2 separate regions of the Gossypium hirsutum genome follow, and region 2 is linked to region 1. The links are chromatin contacts, called in public Hi-C maps. All regions are on one chromosome and are shown on one strand. Each heading gives the region's core, a stretch centred on a gene start, on an enhancer-like site or on the middle of the called end of the contact. The rest is flanking DNA. Distances are from core to core; before and after follow the strand shown. Region 1 holds the start of LOC107895344 (protein NDL1). Region 2 holds the start of LOC107901490.

Evidence for each region. Hi-C and Micro-C count contacts between places; a contact is called where the count stands out from the background.
Region 2: a Hi-C map of leaf shows a contact between it and region 1, with 3 times the contacts expected there. The contact joins the promoter of LOC107901490 here to the promoter of LOC107895344 in region 1. A contact is called at or near these places in 8 of 34 Hi-C or Micro-C datasets (callus, hypocotyl and leaf).

The regions. Positions count from the first base shown.
Region 1 is chrD06:19,475,724-19,481,393 of Gossypium_hirsutum_v2.1, reverse strand. It overlaps LOC107895344 (protein NDL1), which reads left to right and starts at 2,858. Exons shown (of 11, transcript XM_016820656.2): 1 at 2,858-3,078; 2 at 3,711-3,810; 3 at 4,174-4,271; 4 at 4,391-4,479; 5 at 4,751-4,811; 6 at 4,922-5,008; 7 at 5,088-5,165; 8 at 5,255-5,311; 9 at 5,427-5,482; 10 at 5,589-5,670. The coding sequence starts at 3,019.
Region 2 is chrD06:19,699,454-19,705,123 of Gossypium_hirsutum_v2.1, reverse strand. LOC107901490 reads left to right here and starts at 2,859. Exons shown (of 3, transcript XR_005914778.1): 1 at 2,859-2,986; 2 at 3,307-4,128; 3 at 4,204-4,613. LOC107901493 (serine hydroxymethyltransferase 3, chloroplastic) reads left to right here. Exons shown (of 11, transcript XM_016827527.2): 7 at 295-399; 8 at 521-607; 9 at 695-802; 10 at 1,212-1,284; 11 at 1,389-1,922. The coding sequence ends at 1,663. LOC121218973 (small nucleolar RNA R38) reads left to right here and starts at 3,116; the gene lies at 3,116-3,200.

The DNA of each region.
Region 1 (5,670 bases), core at 1,609-4,108:
TTAGTATTAAGTTTAAACTGGTATGTCGAAGGTGGAATGCACAAGAGTCAAACTTCTCTTTATAATCTAAGGCAAATCTAAAGGGATAGGTAGTGGCTTTAACTAGGAGTGAGAAAAACTCGATTTGATTCAAAAAAATAAAAAAAATGAATTTTGAGTTAATCAAATTGTGTTATTCAAATTATTCGAGTCAACTCGAATAAGTAATTTGAGTTTTGAGTTCAAATCGAGTTGAATTTTACAATTCGAATAACAAATTGGTGTAAATACTCTTTTGGTCTCTGTCAATTTTAAAAATGAGCAAATTGGTCTCTCTCACCAAGAATTAAAAAAATTCAAAATAAATCTTAAAATACAAAATATTTATAAAAATTCTAAAATTTATATTTTATAAAAAAATTCTAAAAATATATAAAGAAAGTTAAAAAATAAAAAAAAATTCTAGAATAATAATTTTGGGGATCTAAATAAGTTAATTAATGATTTTGCTTTGAAAAAGTTTTCAAATATATATGGTTTCAAATTTATGTGCTTTAACATGAAATTAGTTATATCATAACAAGATTTTAATTTGACATGTTTAATTTTTTAATTTAACTAGAACAATTTCACTCAATTCGATTCGACTCGACTCGAATTTAATTTCATTCGACTCGATTCGAAAAATATTTCAAATCGAGTTAATATGATAAAATAAGACTCGTCAACTTGATTAACTCAAAAAATTTTCACTTGATTCAACTCGATTTGATCGAACACTCACCCCTAGCTTTAACCCTTAAAAAATGATAAAATTACTTTGAAATCATTCTAAAAAAAATAACAATTATAAGTTAATAAAATATTAAAATTACACTTTTACCCCTTAAAAGAATGTTTTGACTTCACTCTTGTTTATATTGCCAACAATTAACAATTTTACCGTTTAAATTATGAAAATATTTTTTTGTATCGCTTATTTCTATTTTATGATTTATGTTTAGGGTTTGTGACTATTGCTCCTAGTAATATCGTCTCCAACACTTGTTGCTTGTTTGTATCATGAAGGTGCATTTGACATTATTATTATTATTATTATTATTATTATTTTATGTTTTTAATTAGCGACAATGCCCTTTAAACCATACTTACAATGGAAACAAAATAAATAAATTAAAAATAAAATATTTGCTTCTAACAAATTTGACAAAGGAAATTAGATGAAACTTGAAATTGAGCCCAATTGTTTTAGTTTTCTTATATTATTATTATAATAATGACAATGTGGTGATAAAATGGTTTTAGTAATGTTCCATTTATTCTTTTTTTTTTCTATTTGTGGAAACTATATAAAATAAAAAAGAACACGTTTTATTTATTATTATCTTATGAATTAGATGTACTTGTGGATGGGATTGAGTGGAATTGAAATTTGATTTTAAATATATCTTTAAAAATAAAAAAAATTACTTAAATTTATTCTAAAATATTTAAATATTATTTTTAAATTTTTATTAGTCTGAAATAGTCAAGCATGTTAACTGAGCACTTCCATTTAAAAATATAAATCTAAATCTGGCAGATCCATAAACAACTCTAGTAAGAAGAGGGACTGACGGTGAGTTTATTTATTGTAAATTGAATAACAAATACCAACTTTGAGTGGAAAACGACGTTTGCAATGACCGCTTGCATGCGAATACGATAGGTCTTTTTTATCTTTGATGTCTCAACCGTTGAATCACACCCCGACTTTTCATCTCTCCTTTTTTTTTTCTTTTTTGTATTTCATCATTTTTCTCCAAAGTTGATTTCTTATTCCCAAAATAATAAACTCATATCTCTATTATAAATCTAATAATGGCATGAAATTTAGGATTTAATATCTCTAATTTAATTTCATATTTTTATAATGTCAATACCATTAAAATAATGTTATGAATTTTATTATTATTTGAACACATAATTAGAATCACATTATATATATATATATCATATTATATTATAAGGTCATCTAGTAAATACTTGTGTATTTGGTAATTTTTTAAGTTTTATAAACTTTTGCTACTATTCTTGAGCTCGTACGGGTAAGAAAACTCGAGACGTTTACAACTTTTAAAACCCATTAAGTATTTTAACAAATAAATATAATATATTCGAATTATTATAATAATTAATCTGTGCATTGCACGAATAAAAAAATTAATTTAGTAAATAATAATTTTACATATCAATTAATTGTTAAAAGAGAAAAAGAAAACAATTTAGAAATTATGTTAAATTAAATTAAAGGGAATTTCGCGTTTTATATATTCATAGAAAAAAATTAAAAGAAAAAGAAAAAATAATGATCTTAGTATTAAGACTTGACTTAGGAAGATTCAACAAGTTTATCTCATATAATTGACAATAATTAATTTTGACTTCATTTGACTTATATTGGTGCATTGGCCTTAACAATTATGATATTGTAATTTCATCGCTTCAAAAATTATAAAGGTATTAAATTAATATAATAATAAAATAAATTATTTTTAAAAATTTATAATTTATATTTATTTTTTTATTCTGAATTTTCCCCCAGTGATGCCTCAGACCTTGCCAAAATAATATGTGTAAAGATTAAATATTAATGAGAAATGGATAAACTCAAAAGTAGTTTTAAAATTTATATAAAAATACAGATAATATGGATTCAAAGGTTAGTTCTAATAAATTATATTGAAAATAAAACAGTCTAATAAATTTACTAAAAAATATATAATTAGCTAATGAGTGAATAGGAAAAAGGAAATTAGAAGGGTAGTAATGTAAATTTGAATAAACTGTCGGCCACTTAACTGGGGTTAAATAGACCTGATATCCAGGTCAAAGGTTCGCTTCTGTGTTGACAAATTGTAGTTTTTAATGATAAACCATTTTTAAAATAGATTTTAATTTTGAATTTAATATATAGAAGAAATTTGAAAAGGGAGAGAAAGATTTGGTGGTATATAAGGCATGGAAGCCAATTCTAACGAAGAGAGAAAGTGAGGGAAAATGGCAGATTCTAGTGATTCAATTTCCATTGATATGGAAACGATCTCTCTTGGTGCCAAGGTAACCCGCATTTCTATTTATCTTCTTGTTTGGTTACAGGGAAAACGTGGGAATGGAAGAGTAAAATAAATGGAAAACGATCAAGTATGTGCTTTTCATGATAAAGTTTAATGCACCATTATACTTTTCCTTTTAACTAAGCTGCATTTTTTCCCATTAGTTTATTCCTATATATTTCAGCTATAAAGCAATTCATTCCTTTTTTGCTTCTGATAAATTACATTAGTAAACTAAATCCAATGATGTTCTGAAACTTATAAATGCCTTTTTTTTTTTAATAATAAGTTGCCTCATGTGCTAGTAATTCCGTTAGTTATATATCCATGTTTTTGTCAAATTAGGAATTTGGATGATGCTGAATATGCTTAAAAGAAGAAAATATTTTAGGTCTCTTAAAAAGGTTCTGCTGCACATGCTTACTTTATCTAGTTAGAATATACTTAACTTGAGCTATGCTTCCAACAATTTCATTTTTTTTTTCAAGTAAAAGAAACCCAAGTCAATTAGGCTCTTTAACTAGCTAGATCATATATAAAATATCTTTGATGGTAGCAATTTATTTTGATTCCTTTGATTGCTTTCCAGAAAGGTTTGCTGAATGAATAACTATGTATTGTAAAATCAATCTGCAGGAGTACCTTGTTAAAACTCGCTGCGGAATGGTTTCCGTTGCAGTATTTGGAGACCAGGATAAGCCGGCCCTTGTTACCTATCCTGATTTAGCTCTAAATCGTAAGTAATGCAGAAAAGCTTGCTGTAATGTTTTATTTCCTTATACTTGACTCCATATGACAAAATATGTGTTTCAGTGCCCATGGAATTGATTTTTGTTAACAGATTTGGCTAACAATGGTCACCCCCAGTTTGTTTTTAATTTTTAATCTTAGAATAATGATTTTTCTCCTAATTTGTGTTTTCATAATGCATGAGACTTTGAGGCTGTAATGCTTTCAATTGAGCCAGAGTTTTACATGTTAGTTTAATGTTTATGAAGTTTGTAACGTTATTTGCAAGATTTCCGCAATGGCCAAGACCCTTTCATCCATGATTCTTTCGGTTTCTAATGGTAACTTATAATTATATAACATTCTGCAGATATCTCCTGTTTTCAAGGCTTGTTCTTTTCTCCAGAAGTTAATTCCTTTCTCCTCCACAATTTTTGCATATATCATATAAGTCCTCCAGGGCATGAGGTCCGTTCTGTGCATGTTTTAGTCTCATATATATTTGTATCTCAATCATCCTTTTTATTTTTGGTCGAGTCCTATAGTCACATCTTTCTTATACGGAATTTTTTCAAGAACTATTGCAGGTAGGAGCTGCCCCAATCGGTTCTGATGACCTTATGCCTTCTGTTGATGACTTGGCAGATCAGGTTCTTGAGGTTCTCAACTTTTTTGGGTAATCAGTTGATTAAAAATTTACTTTACTGTAATCTGTACTGCTCTAGACATTCTTTGGCACATTTTATTTGTCATGATGGCCGGTAATTGTAGTAGGTTGTCTGAAAATGATATAAATTGATACACCTGCTAGCATTATACAATTTCTTAAGTTATTGTTTTCTTTAATATGTTTTATCATTAGTTATTTATATATAAAATAATATAGGCAAGCAAGCTTATATTCCTTATCCTTCAACTCTTTCATTCTTTTTCGGTTTTAACTGTAGGCTTGGTGCAGTAATGTGTATGGGGGTTACAGCTGGAGCATACGTTCTTACTCTATTTGCTGTCAGTCGACTACCTTGGCATAGTATACAATTTCATTTTTAATCCAAATAAATATAAAAAACCTAAGTTTGTATTCTCGGAACTAATTCTTGTGCATTTTGTCTTAATAGATGAAATACAGGCAGCGTGTCCTCGGGTTAATACTTGTTTCTCCACTATGCAGAGCGCCCTCATGGACAGAATGGTTGTTAAATAAGGTTCTTTTTCTGCGCCTTTTTACTTTTCTCTTAAGGGTCCAATGACTATGTGCTTTGATGAATTGTCGTATTATTTCAGGTGATGTCAAACTTACTTTATTTCTATGGCATGTGTGGAGTGGTGAAGGAGTTATTGCTTAAGCGGTACTTCAGCCAGGTATTTTTCAGATTCAAAAATCTATGCCATTTATTGCTGTGTCTAGAGTTGGACGAGTTTAGTTACGATGTTCTGAGTCATAATGGCAGGAAGTTCGAGGTAGTGTTGAAGAATCCGAATCAGATATAGTTCAAGCATGCAGAAGAGTTAGTTCTTCAGCTCCTTGCATTTGCCCCTTATGTACTCGAGTGACTTATAATGAAGCATGATTATGTAGTCTCACGGCGCTTTTCTTACTTGAATCATGTTCTTTCCCTGCAGTTGCTAGATGAAAGGCAGAGTATAAATGTTCAGCAATTCCTCGAAGCAATGAATGGGTAAGCATGTCTCCATGATTGATACGTCGACCAGGTTTTATTTTGAATGTTCTCTTTAAACAGATTTCACATAGTTGGCTTAAAAGTCATATTCTACATCTTTCAGGAGACGTGACCTTAGCGAAGGATTAAGGAAACTGCATTGCCGATCACTAATATTTGTCGGGGAGAATTCTCCTTTCCATTCC
Region 2 (5,670 bases), core at 1,610-4,109, 220 kb before region 1:
AGTGCTAGTTTTGCTTGTTGAAACATTAATATTTAAGGGTACTTGAGAAAATCTACTACCTTGTAACATGGTAAATCTCACTTGATTCTTTCCCTATTTCACTTGCCCTTGTGTAGCGAAGAATGTCTTCACGTTGTTTTGATCATGATTTAGTTATCATGTGCATTAGAATTTAAATAAGCTGCTTTGCCAATAATCTCACTGATACTTGTATGTTCCAAATAGTACTATTACTTTGTTTGTGTTAATATGTCCGTTTGAATAACCTACTTGATTTTCTTTACTCATTTCCAGTCTTTGAGAGGTCCAAGAGGTGGCATGATCTTCTTCAAGAAGGACCCTGTTCTTGGAGTTGATCTGGAATCTGCTATCAATAATGCTGTTTTTCCAGGTTTACAGGTTAGTTTGATTGGTCTCCTTTGCTCCTATTACTAATCTGAATTCCCCATTCCATCCTTCTGCCGGCTTTCAAGTTATGAAACTAGTTATATCATGAGAAGCATAATGTTTGTATATGCAGGGTGGACCTCATAACCACACAATTGGAGGACTAGCAGTTTGCTTGCAACATGCACAATCACCCGAGTTCAAGGCTTACCAGAATCAGGTACTTTCCTTCAAAGATGAGTAATAAAAAATAAAGAGGCAAAGTTATGTGGTGATTAAGTCAAAATATGGGTACTTCATGCTGCAGGTAGTGTCTAATTGTAGAGCTCTTGCAAGGCGATTGGTTGAACTTGGCTATACACTAGTTTCTGGTGGTAGTGATAATCACCTTGTGCTTGTGGATCTAAGGCCATTGGTAAGTTACCATCTCTGTGAGACATGCAAAACTTGAGTGGCATTTAGACTTGTCAAAATTGACTCAAAACCGAAAACCTGACTCAACTCGACCAACCTTACACAATTTGGCTATAAGAAGTCAACAATCTGAATCCACTCAACCCAAATACAAATTGATCTGAACTCGAATTTGACCTGAACCGAAAATAACTTGGCCCAAAAAGCCCTAAATAGCCCCAACCTAAATAACTTGAACCTTAAACTGACGAACCTAAAATTTCAAAAACCCAAATAAACCTGATCAAAACCAACCTGATCTGCCCAATTGACAAGTCTAGAGGCGTAGGATCTCATGTTTTTCTTATTCTCTTGTAGACACCCTAAACTCCTTTTGCCTCCTTTATATCAATGAACTTCTCCTGCAACAGGGTATTGATGGGGCTCGGGTGGAGAAAATACTTGACATGGCCTCTATCACCTTGAACAAAAATTCGGTGCCTGGTAAGTTCTTCCTTATTCCCCTTTTTTACCATTCATTTATAATTAATTTTTTTCCCTTTTTATATGTATTTATACCAATCCTTGATACGTCTCAAAATTTGCAGGGGATAAGAGTGCACTTGTGCCGGGTGGCATTCGCATTGGATCGCCTGCAATGACTACCAGAGGATTTACAGAAAAGGAATTCACGGCTATTGCTGATTTCATCCATGAGGGCGTGCAAATCACTATTGAGGCTAAGGGATTAGCTTCTGGATCAAAGGTCCAAGAGTTCTTGAAGTTTGTCTCATCTCCTGATTTTCCGTTGACGGATAAGGTGTCCAATCTTTGTAGTAGAGTCGAAGCACTTACCACCCAGTTTCCCATTCCCGGCGTATGAGTGAGATTTAATTAGTAATGAGAGACCTGGGAACATTATTATATCATAACATGGTGAAATCCAACACTGATTTCTGGGTTTATATTTGAATGTTTCCATAGATTTATGAAAATTTTTGAAGAAGTGTTGAGATGTAGTGATGAAAGGGGATGAGTAACGTAGGACTTAAACGTTGGTTTATGATGACAACCAGCAATAATTTTATCACTTTAAATGCGTTTTCTCTACAATATTAATACATAATATAAATAATTCATTATGATTCTATTTTCATGGAAAAAGAATTAACTTTTTTAATTGAGAATATTTTAAATTTATAAGTGGATCGCTTAGTCACGCATTTCAAATTTAATATTTTTACTTTTAATCCTAGAATGTAGTATATTTATTTCAAATTTAATTGATAATGCCCTCAAAGATTTTTTATTTATTTATTTTAGATGGAGGGGTTTGTTCAACTCAAAAATATAAAATTTTAAAATTATATTTAATACAATAAAATATTTATTAGATTTATTTGTGTTTTTCAATTTAATAAGATATTTATTATATTTATAGTAGTGTTTTTAAATATGAAAATTAGAAAAGTTTTATTTTAACATTTTTTATTATATTATATATTATATTTAAATAAAAATTAATCTAAAAAAATCAAACATGGGAAGTTGGGTCAAGCCCGAGTTTACTTTTCTTAAATTAAAAGCTTGAGCAAAAGGGCAAACTCATTTTTGGATCGAACCAGACCCGGGCTTAAAAAATTAATCTAAATACCTTACATGGATCTGACCCAAACGCAACCTGATCCGACCTGACTCATGAGCACTCCTACTTATCATATATTACTATTTAAAATTATCAGGAACAATTTTCTAAAAGGATATTACTTAATCCAACTTAATTAAATTTTTTTGTCGAAATTATTGGACTTCAATTAAGAGTAAAAAGATTATTATTTTTAAAATAATAAAATATAAAATGCTAAATATGCAAATAATATAGAAACTGATAGCAAACTTAGACTTAAATATTAGAAAAAAAAATTAAGAGTACCTAAATATTAATTTAATCATACAATCTATATTACATTCACAAGAAGGCCGAAAGAAAAAAGGTCCATTTTATAAGAAAAAGCCCAAACATTTGAGAAAGCCCAGCCTTAAACCCTTAACCCGAAACAAAGGGCATATATATAATCATCTTTTACCCAATTTAGGGTTTCAAATAAACTCAGTCTCACACTCCTCCGCTTCGTTTTGTTTCTGCTTCTTTGTTTCCGTTTAGGGGAAAACCATATCGTAATCTCTTCTTGGATCTCACTGCGAGGTAGGAGGCACCAGTGATAATTACTTTTTATATCCATAGGAAGATATTTCCTTCTCTGGGTTTTTCTTTTTTCGGGATTTAATCCGTTAATTCGTCGAAGATTCCTTGAAACAACTTTTGTTGAAACGATGTTGTGAATGATGAGAAAATTTAATATTATTACAGTTATCCCTGTCTGATTTCCAGTGCTGATAATGTGTTCTCTGACACAACATTCGTATTATTTTTTCTTTTAATAAATATATTTAATATTTCTTCAAGTTTCGTTTTTGTTGATTTTAGTTCTTCGTATGCTATAATTTTTTGTTTTGAAGTTGCAGATTCAACCTAATGGCGAAGAAGGGTTCTTCAACGACGCCTTCTAGAAAAGCAAAAAATAAAAAAGAAGAATCTGTTCCAGAACAGAAGAATTCAGCTTCTAAAGTGGCTGGTAACGAAATCGACGAGATATTTGCAGGTAAAAAGAGGAAGAAACCCGACCCGAAAGGGTCCGAGAAACCGAACGGCGATGAAATTTCAAAACCCAAATCGTCGAAAAAGAAGAGTAAAAAGAGTAGAGAAACCAACAGGGAAGGAGGATTCAATGAGTCTTCTTCTGGGCCTTGGAAAAGGACAGCAGATGGTTTTGCAATTTACACTGAAGAAGAATTGGGTATTAGTAAATCTGATGCTGGAAGTACGCCACTTTGTCCATTTGATTGTGATTGTTGTTTTTGATAAATGGGGTTTTGGTTTTAATTTAGTCTTTGTTACTTTAAATTTCAAATTTCAGAAATTTGAGGGTTTTAGGCTAAATATGATTGTTGTATAACGCAAGGCATTAAGTTTTTACATGAAATGCAAATTTTGATTCATTCTCTTCCATGAGCTGATTTTTTTTGTTTATTTTGATTACTACTCACACGAAAATTTTCAAATCGAAACTATTTGTTCTATTTGAGCTACAGATTGCGGGTATTTGTCAAGAAGGAAGCTAGTTGTAAGGGTGCTTCACTACAAACAATAATTACATCACCGCATTCTTGCACATTGAAGTAATGGTGTTTGAAATGTGACTTATTACAGCAGTTGCATCTACTTCTACTTGTATATATATTAATAATACCAAGTCCAGAGTTCTGCTTCCACGCTTGTTGCCTGTGGTATGTGTCGATATGATCCTTTTACCCAATTTCCATTGTGATCCCTAATAACAACTTCAGCTCCTCCCATGCCAGGATTCCTCGTTGCCGAGTTTATTTTACACCAAGGTTGGGTTTCCTCCATCTCAAGAACTTAACAGGATAGGCTACTCAGTAGTTGCACGTTCAAGAAATTTGTCTAGCCTACAAGGACTGTCAAAAGTTTTGGCAAAGATGAGATGGCAGGGTATTGTGGGTTTTGGGTACCAGTTCTTGTCGTTGAGGTTATTGTCAAGCCATACATGATAATACCATTCCTGGTTCTGCACTCGTCCAACGTTGTTATAATCCAAAACTCATACGCACTGCCTATTGTAAACTTTCTAGATTCTGTGTAATTTTCAAACAAGGGCATACCTTCCTTCAGCAGTTGTAATTGGCGTACTATACAGTACACTAAGGTTGAGTTGGCAGTTGAAATGAGAAGCTTTCCCATCTATTCCGGAGATGTCATTTCCTAGTCGTCTCTCCTTAAGGGTTTGCTAATCCTGATCAATTATACAACTAAAATTTAGGGTGAGTTTGGATGGGCGATTGGGTCCGGTGCGATGCAATGTGTTTAGTTTATTTTTTGTCTCCCGCTACAGTATCACTACAGTATTTAATCTCACCGTTATCACTGTTTTTATACTAACCGCAGGTAAACTCACCACTCATTCAAACCCACCCTTAGTCAACCGATTAACCCATCGTATCTCCTTAACTTGTTTTTCTTAGAGCACTCCACGTTGGCGGCACACTAAAATTTGCACTTGTACTGACTTGCTTGGTGACGAATATATTTAATTTAGCAAGGAGAATTTGGTGAGAATAGTGATTAAACATGAATAGGGTATTAATAGATGAAAAAGAAATAGAGTGAAATCAAAATAAGGATTTGGATTAGATCAATTTATGAGTCGGGTCATGACAAAATTTTAAGCTCAATTATAAGGCTCAGGCCTAATTCATCAAAAAATGAGTTTAATTTTTTGTCCAAGTTTAAGCCCAAGGCTGGCTGGACCTAAACTAATTTTAAAAAAATTGTATTCTTATATAAAAACAAATTGGGGGGTTTATTTTGCTAAAAGTAATAAAAGCTCAAAACTCTAGTCATCACAAATTGGGGGTTTTAAAATAAAAACCTATAAATGAAACAATCCCATTACGCCACATGAACCATCAGACCATGCACTTACATTGACATCTTCACATTTGAAAAATAAAGAACGAGCAGATGAAAACATTGCAAGAAGAAAGCAGATCCAGAACTAAACTATTTCGAAGCAGTTGTGTTGAGGTTAGGAAAATTATAAGACCTAACAGGAGGTGGTGGCTTGGCATAGGTTATTATGGTGTACTTTTTGCATTCCCAAGCACTTTCATTGCTCGGCTTGCTGCACTTGATAGACTTTCCAACTAGAAGCGAACTTCATGCATGGCATGGGCTGCCAAGTAACTAGTGAATGTCCATCAAGTGCAGCAAGCCAATTCTTGAGCTTTTATTATCCTCACTGTTGTCCT